Linked DNA regions of Zea mays: region 2 is linked to region 1. Evidence: chromatin contacts called from public Hi-C data. All regions are on one chromosome and are shown on one strand. Each heading gives the region's core, a stretch centred on a gene start, on an enhancer-like site or on the middle of the called end of the contact. The rest is flanking DNA. Distances are from core to core; before and after follow the strand shown.

What was found. A called contact is a pair of places that touch in the nucleus more often than the background predicts.
Region 2: a Hi-C map of bundle sheath shows a contact between it and region 1, with 3 times the contacts expected there. The contact joins the promoter of LOC100282399 here to the promoter of LOC542100 in region 1. A contact is called at or near these places in 3 of 25 Hi-C or Micro-C datasets (bundle sheath, ear and leaf).

What each region holds. Positions count from the first base shown.
Region 1 is chr6:176,344,984-176,348,757 of Zm-B73-REFERENCE-NAM-5.0, reverse strand. It overlaps LOC542100 (cold acclimation protein COR413-TM1), which reads left to right and starts at 1,570. Exons shown (of 6, transcript NM_001351707.1): 1 at 1,570-1,847; 2 at 1,945-2,079; 3 at 3,133-3,228; 4 at 3,376-3,440; 5 at 3,760-3,774. The coding sequence starts at 1,699. It overlaps LOC100193833 (light harvesting complex mesophyll 7), which reads right to left and starts at 332. Exons shown (of 1, transcript NM_001111957.2): 1 at 1-332. The coding sequence starts at 254.
Region 2 is chr6:176,475,508-176,478,982 of Zm-B73-REFERENCE-NAM-5.0, reverse strand. It overlaps LOC100282399 (aspartic proteinase oryzasin-1), which reads right to left and starts at 1,632. Exons shown (of 14, transcript NM_001155310.1): 1 at 1,560-1,632; 2 at 776-1,142; 3 at 610-670. The coding sequence starts at 1,132.

The DNA.
Region 1 (3,774 bases), core at 321-2,820:
AGCCCCGCGGTGTCCCAGCCGTAGTCGCCCGGGAACTCGCCCGTCAGGTAGCTCGGCGGCTCGCCGGACAGTGGGCCCAGGTACAGCACGCGGTCGGGGCCGTACCACGGGCTCCCGGACGCCGCCGCTGGCTTGGCCTTCGCCGCCGTCTTGCGCATCGTCACGCGGGCCTCGCCGAAGGCGGACGACGACGGCACGTTCACGGCCTTGCCGGCGAAGGCCGTGGAGGAGAGGGCCATGGTGCTGCTCGCCATTGCGGCTGCTTTTTTTATTGCACTGCTACGTAGCGAGACTTGCAGATCGATGGTGGCTTGAGATGCTGTGGACTTGTGGAGGCGACGAAGGTATTTAAAGCGACGGAGGGAAACACCGCCGCGAGCAAGTTCTATCTTGAATGTTGCCAGAAAATAAAAAATAAATCTGATGCTTGGATGCCATTGGTGCGTCCGGGATGCTGGAACACTTGGCGCGACGGGAGCCTCAGGGAGACGATGAGGCAGATGTGGGCTGTGGCTGAGGCTAGGAATCTCCGTGGAGAAGGGTGATTGGGCGCCCGGGATCTTGCGGTGGCTGTGGTGTGGATTTCTCTTCCTTTTTTCTTTCTTTCTTTTGTGATGGCACAGTTCAGATTTTGAAGAAGTGGCACCTCGTCTCCTGTCCTAGGTTTGATATTTCTGCGACTCAGTGCTCACTCGGACTCATGTTTATTTCACTTTTTTAAAAGGAATGGTGAGAAAACAAATTGCTTTGGTTATGGATGAAAGAAGCTGATAGTGACTCAGTGAGACAAGTGAAACAAGCTGTCTGGCGGTTACTGCCGGCTATAACGACAGTCGACAGTTCACGTGTCGCTGTTTATTACAACCACTAGAAATCGTAGTCTTTAAGATGTCAGTGTCTACTAGGAGGGACGGTAAAAAAAAGGCAGCGGAAAGCATTGCCGCCCTCACATGCTTTCAGTCGATGATCTCACAGCAATCGTGGGCCGAACGGATCGTAGCCCAACCAAGCGTTCCAGGCTTGGCTCTTAGACCAAAACCAATATTGGGCGGGGCCTAATCAACCTTTCGTGTTTGGCATAAAGGGCCACAAGCCCGCTGCACGTTCCGTGGCCCATGGGCCCCAGGCCTCCTGGAAATGTGGCCACTGGGGTGCGGATGCAAGGCACCCGTGCGACCTAGGCGGAGCGTAACTTTTACGCGTTGGTCGCGTCCGTGGCACGGCGGCAGGAGACCTCTCTGATCGTCTGTGCGTCGTCGGTCGCACACAACCTGCAGCGTTCAAAGCTCGGTACACCACACCGCACGCAAGATCCGGGCACGAAATCACATACCCCCGCGCTTTACCCATGGAAACCACCGCGAAAACCAGCAGCAAGCCTCACGACGTCACGCGCTCGAGCCGGCCCCACCCTGTCCCTCCCGGACCCGGCACCGAGCTCCGAGCGCGCGCGACGGGAGCGTGCGGCCCCTCGTGGACGGGATGGCGCGAGGCCCACGGGCTCCACGTGTCCGTCCGGCCACTCCCACGCCCGCGCCTTTCACTCGCGGCCGCTTCCCTGCCCTGCCAATCCGCATCACAGCTTGCCACTTCAGACTCCTCTGCGCTCCATCCCTCTGCACTCCGGTCCGCGCGAGACGAGCAGCTTCTCCCAGACGCTAGACACGCCACCGCATCGTCTGCGCCGCGAGATCGAGAATGTCCATCTCTATGCGGCTCGCGATCCCTGCTCCTGCCGTCACCGCCGCCGCGCCGACGCGGCTGAGGGTGCGAGCGGCAGCGGCGGGGAACCGCGGCTCTCTCTCCGTCGCGCGCGCCGCCGTACGGGCGGAGACGGGCGCGCTCAGGTGAGGCTGAGGCTGAGGCCGCGGGGGCTGTGCGTCCTCGGCGAAACTAAAACCTGCAACTTTCGTGGGACCATTGATCCGACGCGCATTTGTGCAGGGGATGCGCCTCGCTGCCAAAGAAGCCGCTGGGAGCGGCCCAGCCGTGCCGGAGCAGAGGGGCCGCCGCCGTGTGTCACTCGTCGGCGCACCTCAGCGCGCGCACCATCCAGTGGATCTCCGCCGGAGCCAGCGCGTGAGTGCCTCACCTGCCTCCTATCCTGACACCCAAAACGTCCAAACCAAAAGTCCCTTTCTGTCCACTCCGCTCCCTTTCTTTTTTTAAGGCATCGTGTGAATGTGATGGGCGCGAGCTATCTTACACGTTCAGAAAACATGATGATTGTGTCCTTTTGCTATGCATCTGTTCATTTATTGTTATTTTGCCTTCTTATTAAGGATCCTGAGCTATTTGCCTTGTTATTAGTCGGGTTTAGCATGTTGATAGCTGTATACGCCTGTCAGATGTGTAATGTTGTGACATGTGGTCTCATTATTCATGTTGCAAGGGCAGGACATCAGGCGCTACATTTTTTTGCTGAGGAATCTCAGGTGCTACATTGGCATATGCCGTCACCACTCTGGCAGTAGCTAGCACTTCCAACTCGTAGTGCTCAAACCAGTGAAAAACAAATGTCAACCTAATTAGGCATTGTTCGATTATTCCTACGCTATACCACATGGATGGATTGGATGGGATTGGAAAAAAAAATAGTAGAGATTTTGACTTCTATAGATTTAAATCCACCAAATCCTCTTCAATCCACATGGATTGAGATGAAACCGAACGCCGTTATGGTATTCATTTCCCACATGGAAAGATATGAGTCCAATGTCTTCAAACATAATTTCATGTGATCTTCCAAGTATTGTTTGTCCTCTTGGGGTGACCACTTAGCATGTGCGTATCTACCTCATGCTTGTGATCTTCCAAATATTAGACCTGCTCATACTGTGAAGAGGATGAACTAACATGTAAAAAGTGGAATTAATCATGATTCAGATCTTTGATGAGCTGTCATATAGATATAGCTGTTCATGCGATTCATGCTGCCTTTCCCTAGCATGACACTGGACAGTCTTTTCAAAAGAAGGGAATCGCCACATACACTTCGAAATGTAACTTCTTCCTAACCATTTTAGGACTTCCAGGGAACACCTGGGATTATGGAACATATTCACTGCAAATAACAGCATAACTCTGCAGATTCTTATTTGAACAATGTTAACTCTTCTTTATCTTTTGCAGAGTGCTATTAGTTGCTAAAGGCACTGCCATACACAAATCTTTCCTTGTGCCATTTTTTGCTCTTCAGGCACCTTGCAGCATAATCTCATGGATCAAGTAAGATACTGCTACTTATGGAAAGAATTATTCGATACTTGTGTTTCTTATCTTCCTTTATCTACAATACAATATATATGCTTCTTATTTTTGGTGAAAGTACTATACTGTTCCTAATTATAATATGTTACCAACAACCATATCTAGGGGTGACTATGGTCAGTGGACTGCTTTTCTTGCTCTGTTGGTGCGTCTATTCTTCTTCATTCCAGGTAGAGTAGCAAACATGGTTCATATAAGAGTACTTTTTAGATTCATTCTGTCTGCTAATAATCAAATGTGTACTTCTTTTTTGAGATAATTGAATACTATGTTTTTCGAAGGAACAAAGTAGACCATGTGCCCAACCTGAACAAATTTTATTACTTCTTTGAAATCATTCATTTGCATGATTCAAGAAAAAAGGAAAATGGAGATTATAAAGTATCTATTGTAATCGTATGATAGCAAACTTGAAGGCAGTTCACCTCTTTGTAGCATCGGTTCTGAACCGATATATGTTTAGGTCTACCCAGTTGTTTATTATTGTAGGTGAACTGGAGCTTC
Region 2 (3,475 bases), core at 383-2,882, 130 kb before region 1:
GCACTACATCTACATCAGCAGCTTTTGACGTCCTTGTCATGGATGTTGCAATTACCAAGGTACCGCAGATTTTGTTTCGATGTTGCCAACCATACATGATGAATTTTCTGTTTCATCCTAAATATTCTAGAACTCGAAGTAGGGGATGCAGCAGACAAAGTAGGATTTGTAAACTACTAGCAAAGTAGCAATACATGAGCAAAAATAAAAAGGGAAATTCGTGACGTTGGAGCTGAAAAGAAAATTTGTGTTTCTGCTCAGAGTAGATTTAGCGTTGAATTAAAGACCATGTGTTATTCTAGGTATGGTGTCTTGGGCCTAATCTCATAGCTCGGAACTTTTATTATGTCCACGAGGCATTTAACTTATGATCACCTGACATATAAGTTTTGGTTTTTTTCCCCCACATTTATATACACCTTTTCAGCATATATGGTCTGTGTGTGCGTTTTCCTGCATAAGAACATGGGCTTCAATATGACACGACCATGTAACATGGGGAACCAGTTGGGAAATACAAACGTATGAAGAAAGTGATGCAGATATCAGTCCACAACGAGCAAATCGGGAAAACAATACAGTAACAAGACAAGAAAGGAAGAGTCAAACCGTTCTTCTTGTAAGTGCTTGACTGCCCTGACTTGTAGCGCGAGTGGAAGTAGCAAGCGATCTGCATCACATCAGCACAAAAGCACACTCCAGTGTTAGCGCAAAACACATCCAAGTCCTGAAAAAGGAAAACCTCGGCCAGGCAAGGGGAGGAACCAGGACGCACCGAGAAGTAGCACTTGGAGGACGGCACCCAGAGGTTGGAACTGCCGGTGTCGAAGATGACGGTGAACTTCTGCTGCGGCGAGCCGACGCCGATCTCCCCAAAGTACTGCGCGTTCATGTAGTTCTTGAGCGCGATGACGTCGGAGTCGTCGTCGCCGCCTGAGCCCAGGGCGTTGGCGCCGCGGAGGAGGAGGCGCTGCCTCTCCTCGGCGGAGAGGCGCGCGGCGACGCGGCCGTTCTGGTCGACGGGCAGCTTCTTCAGCGCGACCCGCACCAGGCCCTCCGACGACGCGAGGAGGAGCGCCTGGAGGAGCAGCACCGCCGCGAGGAGCAGCAGGGCGACGCCGCGGGTTCCCATGTTCGCTGATCTGCGGCAGCCCAAGGCGGAGCGAAGGCCGGTTAGATATCGAACAGATCCGTCAGTGGGGAAAGCACAGTACAACCAAGAAAAGGACAGTTTCCGGCTGACAATAACGCTGCGATTACGGTTGCGAGCGGGTTTTGCAACATCTGATGAAAGCCTGACACAGATCGGATCGACCGAGGATCAAAGCCGCCCACGAAAAACCTCAAAACCCGGTGAGTCGATGCCCAACAGAATTGAAACCCCTTTTTTTCCCAAAAGAGAGAGAGAAGATAACACAAAACTACTTGGAAATCGTAAGAATCAATCGGGGGAAAGCGGATTGCAACAAGCAGATGAGCCCGCGTCAGACACCGAACCAGCAATTCAAGTCGCGGTCAAGGCGGCGGTAAGTCCACGAGAAGAGAAGCGTCGAACTCACCAGAAACCGAGGGCAGGAGCAGGAGGAGAAGGTGGGGGGAGCAGCAACTGACGTGAACTAGTCACTAGAGGGCGGATTCGGCGTGGTGGTGGGGCGGGCATTTTGTACAGAGGTGGCGGCGGAGAGGGGCCACGCGCTCTGTTGGCCGTCGGATCCGGGGGACGTGTGAGGTCGACCGACCGTTTGGGTGAGGATAGGTGTCCCGGGTGGAAATCTGTACAAGTACCCAGGCTCACGAGACACGACGGCCATCGTGAGGGGCTGGGTAAAAGTAGGATAGCGTGTGAGCAGAGCGATGAGCGACGCGTTGCTGCTAGTCGCGGGATTCTGCCGCCCCTCGGTGCCCGCCGCATCTGATGGTCTTATCTTTTTTTCTTTATGTTGTTACTAGTTCAGTATCCGTGTGTTGCAACAGGAACATATAATACCATGATAACTTATATACAAAATGTGTCTTATATTGTTATAAGAAAATATTTCATAATCCATTTGTGATCCTAGCCATACATAAATTTTGTTATTTTAATTTAGTTGTTTCACTACTACATTGCAACCATCAGTATCATGCAGACTTCGATATATGTCATGATTTTCATGGTCTCATTATTGGAGAGCACGTGCCACACCTGCCGATAGAAGTTCCGTCGTACATCGTTAGTCATCAGGCACGCACCACCATACACGCTTGCTTAAACAAAAAATGCAAAGTGTGTGTTTGCGAAGAGAATTAAAGGCAGGCCGGCACAAAAGGTACCCCGACGATGGCGAGTGGTCATTGTTGTCGGTCCACCTCTGCTCACCTCCGGTGTCGAGATGACGCCACAATCCTTGATATAATAGTCATCGAACGCGCGCGATATGGTGAGTACCGATCACTCTTGGCTGGGCTGCCAAATGAAGTGCACCCCGGGCTCATCAGCGAGGTAGTACACCTGGTCGTTGCACCACCGGATGTGCTACTCCTCTACATACATCTTGTTCGAGGACACTCACACAACAACAACAATGGTCATCATTCCAGCGCACAAGAATTCATGGTCGGTCAGTAGCGACTTACGTGGCAGGTTAGGCTTCAGGTGGATGATGAGCTAGACGGCGTGATGACGTCGTCGTAGGTTGCGATGCCCAGAACAACCCGAGAGTCGTCGACATTGGCGACGACCATGAGGTCCCCATGTTTGACGATGGACATCGCGGTGTAGCCGCTCTAGACCACGTCCAAGCGGCGGCTGCGCCAGAGCTTGCCGTACACAGCGGCGCATGGGCCATGTAGGACTGCTTCCAGAGTTCGAACTGGCAGTCGCCAAGTTTCTTCTCGTCGTCGGTGAGCGACGCCAACACGAGCGCCTCGTGCTAGTGGTGTTTGTTCGGGGTTTCCAAGTAAGAAACATGGATTTATCTTTGACATTGGTTTATGAAAATGATTTATAAGTAAGATCCATGGAAAAATATTATGGAGAATAAATGTTACACATGCAAAAAAAGTATTTAAGTTGAAAACATTATTCAAACAAAAGAAATTGCATGCAAGGCTCTTCTTTAAATACTACTCCCTCAATCCAAAAATATAATTTAATAATCTCAGTGATACTTATCTACTACTACACATTGGACAAGGGTAGCAGGTGGGCTTCGGGAGAGATGTATTATATGTTTTTACTATAATAGATGTAGACATAAACACACATGTGGTGTAGTGGTAGCTACAAACACATTTATTTGAGAGGTCGCGGGTTCGAATCCCCTTGGAGCCTGTTTTTTTAATTTAATTTTAGCTAGGCGTGGGATGCACATGGGAATGGGAATAGGCTTTGTGGGAGGGGGAATGAGAAAGACACGTGATAGCCGGGAATGGAAATGTGAATGAGCTTTGCAGAGAATGGGAATGAGCTTTGCAGTGAGGACGCCATGAATGG